Linked DNA regions of Mus musculus: region 1 is linked to region 2. The links are chromatin contacts, called in public promoter capture Hi-C maps. All regions are on one chromosome and are shown on one strand. Each heading gives the region's core, a stretch centred on a gene start, on an enhancer-like site or on the middle of the called end of the contact. The rest is flanking DNA. Distances are from core to core; before and after follow the strand shown.

What was found. Promoter capture Hi-C pulls out the DNA fragments that hold promoters and counts their contacts.
Region 1: a promoter capture Hi-C map of embryonic stem cells shows a contact between it and region 2, with 4 times the contacts expected there. The contact joins the promoter of Mad2l1bp here to the enhancer-like site in region 2. A contact is called at or near these places in 4 of 39 promoter capture datasets (the 3T3-L1 cell line, the HPC-7 cell line, cranial neural crest and 1 more), 2 of 484 Hi-C or Micro-C datasets (the C2C12 cell line and nephron progenitors), 14 of 115 datasets of contacts at active chromatin or transcription factors (the SCID.adh cell line, acute myeloid leukemia, astrocytes and 9 more) and 1 of 9 other capture datasets (adipose tissue).

Annotation. Positions count from the first base shown.
Region 1 is chr17:46,149,636-46,155,308 of GRCm38.p6, forward strand. It overlaps Mad2l1bp (MAD2L1 binding protein), which reads right to left and starts at 3,916. Exons shown (of 3, transcript NM_025649.3): 1 at 3,808-3,916; 2 at 3,144-3,406. The coding sequence starts at 3,862.
Region 2 is chr17:45,818,192-45,824,513 of GRCm38.p6, forward strand. The region is part of intron 1 of Gm46607 (a long non-coding RNA gene); the gene reads left to right. It overlaps Gm35692 (a long non-coding RNA gene), which reads right to left. Exons shown (of 3, transcript XR_876833.1): 2 at 4,018-4,687; 3 at 3,684-3,849. Among named protein-coding and RNA genes, the nearest start is that of Gm35692, 7.5 kb to the right of the region's middle. Within about 2 kb of position 4,075, at least 8 of the 459 cell types and tissues checked have an H3K27ac peak or open chromatin away from gene starts, as enhancers often do. A contact at or near this core is called in embryonic stem cells, where this site is marked.

The sequences.
Region 1 (5,673 bases), core at 2,666-5,165, 330 kb after region 2:
TTCTTAAAATGAGGTCTCCCTTATGCACCCCAGCTGTCCTGGAACTGCCAATAAAAACCAGGATGTCCTCAGAAAATTGGACATAGTAATACCAGAGGATCCCGCAATATCTCTCCTGAGCATATATCCAGAAGATGTCCCAACCGGTAAGAAGGACACATGCTCCACTATGTTCATAGCAGCCTTATTTATAATAGCCAGAAGCTGGAAAGAACCCAGATGTCCCTCAACAGAGGAATGGATACAGAAAATGTGGTACATCTACACAATGGAGTACTACTCAGCTATTTTTTTTTTTTTTGACAGGGTTTCTCTGTACAGCCCTGGCTGTCCTGGAACTCACTCTGTAGACCAGGCTGGCCTCGAACTCAGAAATCCGCCTGCCTCTGCCTCCCAAGTGCTGGGATTAAAGGCATGCACCACCACGCCCGGCACTACTCAGCTATTAAAAAGAATGAATTTATGAAATTCCTAGGCAAATGGATGGACCTGGAGGGCATCATCCTGAGTGAGGTAACCCAATCACAAAGGAACTCACACAATATGTACTCACTGATAAGTGGATATTAGCCCAGAAACTTAGGATACCCAAGATATAAGATACAATTTGCTAAACGCATGAAACTCAAGAAGAACGAAGACCAAAGTGTGGACACTTTGCCCCTTCTTAGAATTGGGAACAAAACACCCATGGAAGGAGTTACAGAGACAATGTTTGGAGCTGTGACAAAAGGATGGACCATCTAGAGACTGCCATATCCGGGGATCCATCCCATAATCAGCTTCCAAAAGCTGACACCATTGTACACACTAGCAAGATTTTGCTGAAAGGACCCAAATAGAGCTGTCTCTTGTGAGCCTATGCCGAGGCCTAGCAAACACAGAAGTGGATGCTCACAGTCAGCTATTGGATGGATCACAGGGCCCCCAATGGAGGAGCTAGGGAAAGTACCCAAGGAGCTAAAGGGATCTGCAACCCTATAGGTGGAACAACATTATGAGCTAACCAGTACCCTGGAGCTCTCTACTCTAGCTGCATATGATGAAAAGATGGCCTAGTCGGCCATCACTGTAAAGAGAGGCCCATTGGACTTGCAAACTTTATATGCCCCAGTACAGGGGAATGCCAGGGCCAAAAAGTGGGAGTAGGTAGGTAGGGGAGTTGGGGGGGGAGGGTATGGGGAACTTTTGGGATAGCATTGGAAATGTAAATGAGGAAAATACCTAATAAAAATATTAAAAAACCCTGTCTCGACAAAACCAAAAAAAAATATATATATATTAAAAAAATAAATTAAATTAAATAGTAAATACAAAGGATAAAAAAAGGAAAAAAAAAAAAAAACAGGATGGCCTAGAACTCAGAGGTTTGCCTGCCTCTCTCTTAACTGCTGGGGTTAGACCACCATACCTGGCCCTCAGTGAGTTCTCCAAAGAAATCTCCTTATGGTATAATTACCTCATAAGGCTCAGGCATCAGACAATGGTTTATTCTGAAATATTTACCAGATAGAGTAAAACTTTCCGACATAAGACAACCAACAGCAAAAACCAAAAAGAAACAAAGAGGAAAAGGATTCTGAAAGACACTTTAAGGAACAAGGGTAATGGGAGGTGGGGGGGGGGAAACCCTTAAAAAAGTAGAATTTCGTGGTCCTGAAGGGCATGGTGGCTGTAATCCCAGTGCCCAGGCGGAACAGGCCAGGAGGAACACCGAAATTCACAAGGTAATCAGACCAGGAGATGGCTCATGCACTCGGGAGGCAGAGGCAGGTGGATCTCTCTCTGAGTTTGAGGCCAGCCTGGTTTATACAGAGTGAGTTCCAGGACAACCAAGGTGACACAGAGAAACCCTGTTTTGATACATGAAGAAGATGAAGAAAATCGTTAGAATCTGAGGTCTAGAAATCCTCCCAAGAAAACACATTAAAACAAAGCCAGAAACAGAGGTGAAAATGTGGTGAGAAAAAGAAATTCAAATGTAAAGAGCTGGTCCAGGTCTGGGGCTGTAATTCAGTAAGACGCTTGTCTAGCCTGTCAGAGAGGCCTTGGGTTCCCGGGAGGGGAGGGGAGGCGGAGAGAGAGGGAGGCATGGATTGGGATGGGGGTGGGGGTGGGGGAAGGAAAGGGGGGAGAGAGACAGAAAGACAGACAGACAAGAGACAGAGAGAGGCAGATGGAGACCATGAAGACTAAGGAAAGGCCAGAAGTGGTATAGCACACCTGCAGCGCCATAAGTCCCTAGGGGAAGTTGAGGTAGCCAGGTCTCAGAGACCAGCCTAAACTACATAGTGAAATCTTGTTTTGGAAAAAAAAAAGTTAGCTGGGCAGTGGTGGCACACGCCTTTAATCCCAGCACTTGGGAGGCGGAGGCAGAGGCAGGCAGATTTCTGAGTTCGAGGCCAGCCTGGTCTACAAAGTGAGTTCCACGACAGCCAGGGCTATACAGGGAAACCCTGTCTCGAAAAAAAAAAATTAATTAAAGAAGATCAAACTCATGTGCTGGAGAGATGGCTCAGCAGTTAAGAGCACTAACTGCTGCTCTTCCAAAGGTCCTGAGTTCAAATCTCAGCAACCACATGGTGGCTCACAACCATCCCTAATGAGATCTGACTCCCTCTTCTGGAGTGTCTGAAGACAGCTACAGTGTACCTACATATAATAAATAAGCACACGCCTTTAATCCCAGCACTTGGGAGGCAGAGGCAGGCGGATTTCTGAGTTCAAGGCCAGCCTGGTGTACAAAGTGAGTTCTAGGACAGCCAGGGCTATACAGAGAAACCCTGTCTCAAAGAAAACCATAAACAAACAAACAAACCCTTGTGCCAGAGTGAGCAGGGCCGGAGCGGGCAGAAAATGTCCTGAGTTTGATTCCCAGGAATCACATGATGGCTCACAACCATCAGTACAGCTCCAAAAAGAACTAATAATATCCTCATACAACCGGTAATAGGAAGAGTCTCAGAAAAAGAACAAGAGAAAAAAGGGAGAGACCCAAGTGCAGAGAAAATGAGGCAAGGAAGGCTCTGCAAAAGCCTAGACTTGCAGGGAGGCTGAAGACATCTTAGGTCACTTTTCTACTTCCCCATCATCTATGAGCCACAAAGTCTTCCCACCAATTTTCTCAGAAAGCCTGCACATACCTGGGGAACTTTCCGGTAGAAGTGCTTCAGCTGTTCATAGGGCAGAGGGAGCTGATGGCGCTGGTACAGGATATGCTTGAGAAGTTCACAAGTAAACTGGCAGCAGTCTTCCTGGCTCACAGGCCCGGGAAACACCACCGGCACCAGGTCTCTTGGGCAAAAGGGCTCCGCAGGATTGGAAGGTTCCTGGGCTGGCGGGATGACAGTCTCAAGATCTACTTCAGGAGCATGAGTTTCTTCCGGCTTCTCATACCAATCCAAATCTAGTCCATAAGTGAAAAGGTAAAGAAAGGGGAGGGGTTGTCAAAGTCAGCGTTAGTCTTAGCGTTCCCAGAGGCTCCATCAGCAGACACTCCCATAGGTGACAGGAAACCTGATACTGGCCGGGGACGATTTAAGTGACATCAGGGACAGGAAAGGGGGCTTTAGAAGACTGAGACTAATGTTTCGGTATGAAATATCAGGGGCAGAACACCCAAGGGGACAGGGCAGGAAAAACAATTCCACTTAAGGGCGAGGGAGTGACTTGCAGAGATAGGGCGGACTGGGACACCAGGAACAAGGACAGAAAGGAACGACGGAGGAAACGTCAGCCACTAAATGCATCTGGGGAGGTAGCAGCAGGGAAGAAACGAGTCCCCAAGTTATGGATCCCACGCCTTACTTGGGGCAGCAGCAGGGGACAGTTCGGACATATCCTCCTCACCGGACGCAGCCATCGCGACTGCCAGCCTAGTCGTCCTGCGGTTAAAATAGACGCCCCGCAAAGAATCATGGGAAGCTTAAGCTCCACTTCCGGCTCTTACCAGCCAGAAGGGACTCAGCGCAGCCGCTGAATGGTGGAGGTTGGAGATGACTTGAACCACACCCAAGCCGGGGAGCTCTTGGCCCCTCCCACTTAGGCGACCCAGTCGTCCCCTGGGGCTGGGGATGCCTTCATTTTTTTTTTTTTTTTTTCTCAGCAATAGTTTCCAGCACCCACCCCGCCCCCAACCCCCCATTCTGGAATGTCCTTAGAGATAGAGCCAAGATTAAGTAAACTAGAAGTTCACCTACCCCTCCCTGGAATTCGCTTAATAGTGCTTTAAATCCAGCCTTTGAACTCACTTCGGGGTCTCTCTATCTTGGTAATGGGAGACTCCAGCATGTTGGACTTCTGCAGAATAAAACACTCTTTGTGTTTACATACTGTTTGAGTCTGGGTTATCTTTCTTGAGCAAATCATAGACCCTTTTTTTTTTTTCTTTTGGTTTTTCCAGACAGGGTTTCTCTGTATAGTCCTGGCTGTCCTGGAACTCACTTTGTAGACCAGGATGGCCTCGAACTCAGAAATCCACCTGCCTCTGCCTCCCAAATGCTGGGATTAAAGGCGTGCACCACCACGCCCGTCATAGACCCTTATAATACTATAAAGAGTTAAGGTTTTTAGCAGGACAGTGGCGGTGCACGCCTTTAATCCCAGCACTCAGGAGGCAGAGTTCCTGAGTTCCAGGCCTACCTGAATTGTTAAGGTGGTAATAGATAAACGGCATCAAGGTCATGACAGGAATTCCCAAGTGAAGTTTGAACTTGATCTCACATAGGGGGATGAATAAGCTTTTTCAAAGTAGGGCAGGAAGGAATCCTGGGAGATGCCACAGACATAAGGAAGCTTGCTGCCAAGCTCGATGACCTGAGTTCAAACAGGACCCACAAAGTGAAAGGAGAGACTAGAGTCCCTCTACACCACTATGTAACAGGCTCACTCACAAACACAAATGGGGAAGTGACGCGAGTACATTAACATGTTATGGCTGGGTATGGTCATATCAGCTTTAATCCCAGCACTGGGGAGGCAGAGGCAGGTAGATCTAGAGTTTGAGGCCAGCCTGGTCTACAGAGTGAATTCCAGGATATCCAGGGCTATACTGAGAGTCCCTGTGTCAAAAAAAAAAAAGGGGGGGGGTTTATAAGGTCAAACATGTAACGATAATAAATAAGTTCTTTGTTGTTGCTGTTGTTTTTCAAGACAGGGTTTCTCTGTGTAGCCCTGGCTGTCCAGAACTCATTCTGTAGACCAGGCTGGCCTCGAACTCAGAAATATGCCTGTCTCTGCCTCCCAAATGCTGAGATTAAAGGCGAGCGCCACCACTGCAGGGCAAAGAAGTTCATTTTAAACTTGGCTATTGACATGACTGGAGACACGGGATCAGTTTATAGAGTACATGAATCCTGAGCTTGATTCCCAGCATTACAAAAAATGAAACCCCAGCCTACCCCAAGTGACTAACAAACACGCAAATGGATTCCTAAAATTTTTTTTTCAACATACATACAATTTTATCACTAACTAAAGACCAAATCAAATTTGCATACTAATAAAATAGATGTACTTGTAGAAATATATACTGACTTGATATTTACTCCCAAGAAACAAGAACCTACTAAGCCTTTGTTTTCTATTACTGAGCCATTAGGCTTCTCTAAAAGTTTGGGGCCGGAGAGATAGCTCAGCAGTTAAGAGCACTGACTGCTCTTCCAGAGGTCCTGA
Region 2 (6,322 bases), core at 2,825-5,324:
GCAGAGACAGGAGGCTGGCAGGGGAGAGGCAGTGCGGGGATGCAGAGACAGGAGGCTGGCAGGGGAGAGGCAGTGCGGGGATGCAGAGACAGGAGGCTGGCAGGGGAGAGGCAGTGCGGGGATGCAGAGACAGGAGGCTGGCAGGGGAGAGGCAGTGCGGGGATGCAGAGACAGGAGGCTGGCAGGGGAGAGGCAGTGCGGGGATGCAGAGACAGGAGGATCTCTGGGGCTCACAGGCAGCCAGTCTGGCCTAAGTGATGGGCCCCAGGTTCAGTGAGAGACAGGGGAAAACACTTGATGTGAGCCTCTGGCTTACACACACACACACACACACACACACACACACACACACACACACACACACCCGAATGCAAACTGAGCCTTTTACTAAACTATCGTGGTATTCTCACGTTGAATGAAACCACTTTCTATTATCCTCTAACACACAGCTCATCATCCACTCTCCGAGTTTTCCCCTGGACTGCCACTAAGAAGGGATAAATAGGGTTTAGGGTAGGTCCCAGTCTCTTTCCTCTTCCCCTTGGGTAGGCAAAGTCTCTACATAGGAGAGCAGTGGGACTCTGAGGGACCATGGTGGACAGCAGAGGCTGTGAGAAGCCTCAGGAGGACCCCTACCCTCCTAGGATGAGGAGAGGGAAGGACATTCTGTGGCGTGCAAGAAGGGCTGGGGTGGCACTCAGCAGGCTTCTGAGACGTTGCTCTTGCAGCCAGGCATGGATGGTCACTTGGGCCTGGGAGCTCCACTTCCTGGGGGTCACCTCTCTACTCTTGGTCAAAGACGCAAGGCAGGAGCAGGCTCCCTGACTTCCATGCTCTTTGGCAGAATCCTGGGATAGTCAGGGGCCCCCAGGCGACAGTGTAGGAACCAGTTAGGAAGGGGTTCTGCTAGCTTCCTTCTTGTTCATGCACACCACAGCCCCCCTTTTGGGGGTGAGCAGGAAGAACCTATGTCAAGACAGGGTTTGGGAGAGTGTCTGTCATTTAACTTTAGCTGGTGGTAGACATGTTGAAAGCTGAACCAGGCTAACCTGGACGGGGCAGGACTGGCCTGCAGGTTTGTAGGGAGGTCAAGAGGACGGTAGAAGGGCGATGATGGAGTCACAGCCTGTCCTCAATAATTTGCAGAGGGGGCAGGGCTTGTCCTCAGGTTGCCCAGTGTGAGCACGCCCAATCAGAGTCCAGGTAGCTCTTTCACTTTCAGTCAGTCTCATAGCTATCGAGCTTCGTGGCAGAGGGCGGGTAATGGTCACCTGCCCCACATCAACCCACTCCAAATGTCTTACAGATTTCTGTCCGGTCCAGGAGGAGATGGGGTGAATTTCTGAGCAGACCATGGCAGGTTGATTTCTGCTGCACAGAATTACCAAGACTGCTTGGATCTTAGGGCTGGAGCCATAGCTCAGTGGTTAGGAGCACTGCTCTTCTAGAGGACCTGGGTTCTGTCCTCAGCTCCTACAGTGGCCATCTCACAACCTCCTGTAATTCCAGCTCCATGAGATCCGATGCCTCTAGCCCTGTAGGACACCTGGATTCATGTGGTGTGTGTGTGTGTGTGTGTGTGTGTGTGTGTGTGTACACATACACACAGAATTTAAAAATAATGAAAATAAAATCTTACAAAAAGAATGTCCTGTTTTCTTCTCTGTCAGGCTGCGTGTTTGCTTTGATGCTGGGATGCCGGCACACCACATGCATTCTCCTCAGGGAACGGAGAATGCAGTTCAAGATTGGGGGGGGTGTCTCAGCCTGTGACCCCTTCCCCCTCCCCCCCGCCCCGAGTAACAGTGGTGGCTGGGATGGATACTGTGGTTTTCCATCTCCTGTGTACCCAGACACGGCTGCAGACCTTGAGGAGTTGAGACGGTGGTCCGAGGGTCTACATCCCCCTACACGCCAGGCAGGAAGGGGATGGCTGAGCCCAGAACTAGGGTGGAATCTGGTTTGACTCCGAGCAAGTGCCAAAAGTCTGGAGGGGCTAGAAGAGAGGCCTTCTCCGAAGATTTAGGTGCAGCTTGGTCCTTTCTTGTCCAAACTGCTTTATTTTTATGGCAGATGTGAATGCCTAGTCTTACTCAGGGTGAACCAGGTATTAAATAGGTTTTGCGGGAAGGGATGCCCAGGAAGGGAAGCTCATTGGCTAAACACTCGGGGCCTGTCTAGATTCCTCATTAGCGTGGAAAACTCCAGGTTTTTAGGCTATGTGACCAGTTGCCATGGTCCTCTCAGTGGGGTGTCATGGTCACTTGTTCCAGGATTGGTAGAACCTGACGGGGAGCTGGTTCCACTGCCTGCTGTTTTCAATCATGAGATTTACCGGGGTTTTTCAACCTGCTTCAACCTTACCAGTTCTTCCGTCTGGTCCACGGTCCGCTTGCCCCACACTTGCCCAGGGTCTAGGCAGTAAATGGATGGCTCTAGCAAAGATCATATTGAGTGAGACCCTGAAAGACAAATGTTGACTGTTCTCTCCCATCAGGGGCTCCTAGCTCCAGATCACCAGATACCAGTGTAGTCCTCACTGCTCAGGAGAAAAACTCTTTGCAACTGAGACTATTACAAAACAAAACAAACAAAAAACTCCAACAACAACAACAACAACAAAACTGATCGCCTCTAACTGATCCCTACACTGTTATTCTAAAGAGCAATCAATCAAAATCAATCAATCAATCAAAATGCAGAGCTGTGGAGCTCAGTCCCAGTGGAAACATCTACAAAACAACTCCTGCACCTAAGGCTCCGGGAACATTGCAGGCATAGCCTTGTCAGAGGCTACAGCCATAAAGTCTCACAAACATGACAGCCTACACGGGAGCTGAATAGGGCAGCTTCAATAGGCAAAGTCGATGGGGAAAGCCACAGGCCCCATCCTTACACAAAGCATCCTTACCCAGGCAGCCCAGAGATGCTGAGGACATAGTATTTGGAGGGAGGAAAGGGAAGGGGGCGATGATGTAATTGTTTTTATAATCTCAAAAATAAAAGCAAGAAATATCTAGAAGAATGCATGCTTAAACCTCTGCTTAGCCCTTGGAGATTTTTGCAGGGAGAGCAGAGGCCCGTGTTTGGCTCATCAAGATGCGTAGCTCTGTGTACTGATTAGTTCTCGCTGCTGAGATAAAACGCCAGGACCGGAGCACTTTATGGAAGAGTTCATGTTGGATTACGGTTCCAGGGGATTAAGACTCCACCAAGGCAGACTAGAGCCATGGCCATTGAAGTTGAAGGCTTGCCTCTTTAAACTGGAAGCCTGGAGCTAAGAGAGAAGTCACGGAGGCTTTGAAACCTCAAAGCCCGCCCCAAGTGACACACCTCCTCCAGCAAGGCCACACCCCCTACACCGCCCCCAAACAGCGCCGCCAACTGGAGACCAAGTATTCATACATATCAGCCAGTGTGGGATATTCTCATTCAAACCTCCGGTGCTTGGCAACTCTGGGTATTCACAGAGTTCACCCCATCCATGATATTAACTAAATCACTACAGTGTTATGCACTGTGAAAAGCATATCCATACTTTATAGCCAGGGAGACTCAGACACTTAGGAATGTGCCTCCAAGTCCCATATTTAAGAAATGACAGGGGTTCGGTTTTGATGGCCATCAAATTTTAGTTCTTTTTTTTTTTTTTTCCAAGACCGAATGAAGAGACCCCCTGGTCACATGTGGACAGAGATTTATACAGGGCTCGAGAATAACAGTCCTTTGGGGGAACATGGAGATTGGTTGTGACATATCTAGACCTCTGAGTCTCACGCAGGTCAGGCACTTTGGGGAAAACAATTAGCTGGATCTTGGGGTCACCTCAAGAAGGAGTGTAGGGCGAAACTGGAGCAGGAGGAGAAAGAAAATGTTATTATCCGGTAGGACCTAAAGAAATCACCCCAGACCTCAGGCTCTGCATACTCGGCTGGCCCAGCAAATGTGGAGGTTCCCCATTGGCTAGGGAGCAAGGGACACCGTGGAAGAAAGACTATGGGAGAACTCTTCACTTACCTCAGCAGCGAAGGTGGGAGCATGAGTCTCAGCCCTACTCCCCTCTTCCCAAGGTGCTCCGGGGCCTCCAGCCTGGGCGTGCTCCTTCCTACGTAGCAAGGCAGAGGACTAAAGCAGGTGGGCGGGCTGTAGGTGTGATCTATGGATGATACAGCACGCGTGGAGGGCAGGGAGGATCCCTAAGGAGGAAGTAGCATGGCCAGCTGTGGAAAGGGATAGTTTGGTGGTGGATAGCTATGAGCAGGTGAGACCCACCCTGCCCCGGCTCGTGGGCCTCCTGAGCTCCAGAATAGCCGCGTGCTTCGTGCTCAGCTTTGGTTGCAGGGGACAGGGGCGGGAGCAGCAAAGTTTTCCGAATGGAAAAATGACGAACTGTTTCTGGAAAGCCGAGTTTCCCAGCTCGGTGGGTACAGCTGACTAGGGGAAACCTGAACCCTGCGGGCAGGCCGGGGGGTCCAGCAGCAGGGGAGGCAGGGCACCCGAGGCGCCTTTCCAGGCGAGTTGTGGAGGCTTTTCTGCCTGAGGCAGCAGGGTGTGGTGGAGAGCTGGAAGCCGAGTTAGCCTCAGTCATGGCCTCCTGCAGCCTGGGCCCAAACCAGCAGCCAGAGAGATACGTGACAACACAGGCATCTCTACTTCTCTTCAGCTCTGGCGATCCTCACTCACAGTGCTGTAAGGAGACAGGTTCCTTCCTATAGGGACCTGCAAGACCTGCCAGATCCCGTTTTGCTGTTCGTCTGCCTCTCATTTACTCTATTCCAGCCTCATGTCTGGCATATTCCTGCCTCAGGACCTTTGCACGGCTCCTCCTGCCTCCTGGATGCCTTTCCCCAGACACCCAAATGGCTCATTCCTTCTACTTCTCGAGGACTTTGTTCAAATCATCTCAGTAGGGCGTCTCCTGAACCCCTCCTACCAGTACTATAGGCTGAACCCCCTATTCTATCCAGTGACCCCTATTCTACCCAGTCGTCACCCCTATTCTACCCAGTCACCCCTATTCTGTGTTACTTTCCCTCTGGATCTCTTACAATCCTCTAATATATTTGTAGTAGGTAAATGATAGCGCCCCACAAAAGCTGTCCCTATTCTTACTCCGTCATCTTTGTAAATGTAACTGTAGTGCATCGCTTCTCAAATGGTGGGTCGCAACCCCTGGGGTGGGTGTCATCTGACACATTCACAGGGGTCATACATCGGGCATCCTGCACACCAGGTATTTATATTACGATTCAAAATAGTAGCAAAACTGCAGTTATGAAGTAGCTGTGAAAATAACTTTATGGCTGGGGGTCACCACAACATGAGGAACTGTATTAGAGGGTCGCAGCATCAGGAAGGCTGAGAGCCACTGCTACAGAGGATTGAATGGTGTTCTGTGCCCCGCCCAGAGTTATGTCCGCCTGAAAGCTTAGAATGTGACCTTGTTTGGAGGTATGGTCCTTGTAGGTGTAACTCAGTTGAAGATAAGGTCACCCCAGATTCAAGGGGACCACACCCAGTGACTGTTGTCTTCATAAGAACAAAGGACACACAGACACAGACAGAGCCACCTGAAGGCTGAGGTGATGCAGCCCTCGCTGAGCTCTAGTGGTTATCACCAGGGAGTCAGATGGGATGCTTCCCAAGTGCGGAGGAGGGAGTGGGGCCCTGCCAATAGCTTGAACTTGGCCTTCTGGCTTCCAGGTCTGTAGGGCAGAATAGTTCTGCTGTTTTGAGCATGCACTGACTTGCACTGATATTAGTACGTGCACAGCTAGTGCCACTAATATCACGGGTCACAGTTTACCAGTTTACTCACAGGGTTTGGTGTGTGTGTGTGTGTGTGTGTGTGTGTGTGCATGCGACCTTTCCATGTGGGTGTGTATGCACGTGTGTGCTTACAGGATGAGAAATGTGCCTAGCATCTGACCAACCTACTCTTTGATCCTCATACTAAGTCCCCAAGCCCCAGTCTGGGCCAGGAGATTTACCCTGTGTTCTTGAGCAAGTCACAGCTCATTTTCCCATGAAGAATATTAGAAACACCAGGCATGGTGGCACACACATTTAATCTCAGCATTCGGAAGGCAGAGGCAGAGGCAGAGGCAGAGATCTCCGTGAGTTTGAAGTCAACCTGGTATCTGTAGGGAGCGTCAAACCAGCCAGGATCACATAGTGAGACCTTGTCTCAAAACACAACAACCAGCAGCATCCTCAGGTCTGCCCTGCAGCTCTGCTCTGTTAGATTCTTGGTAGCTTCCATCCCTCTTTCTCCTTGGATGAACTCAGGGATGCCTCCAGCCACCCAGGTTTCCTGCCCTTA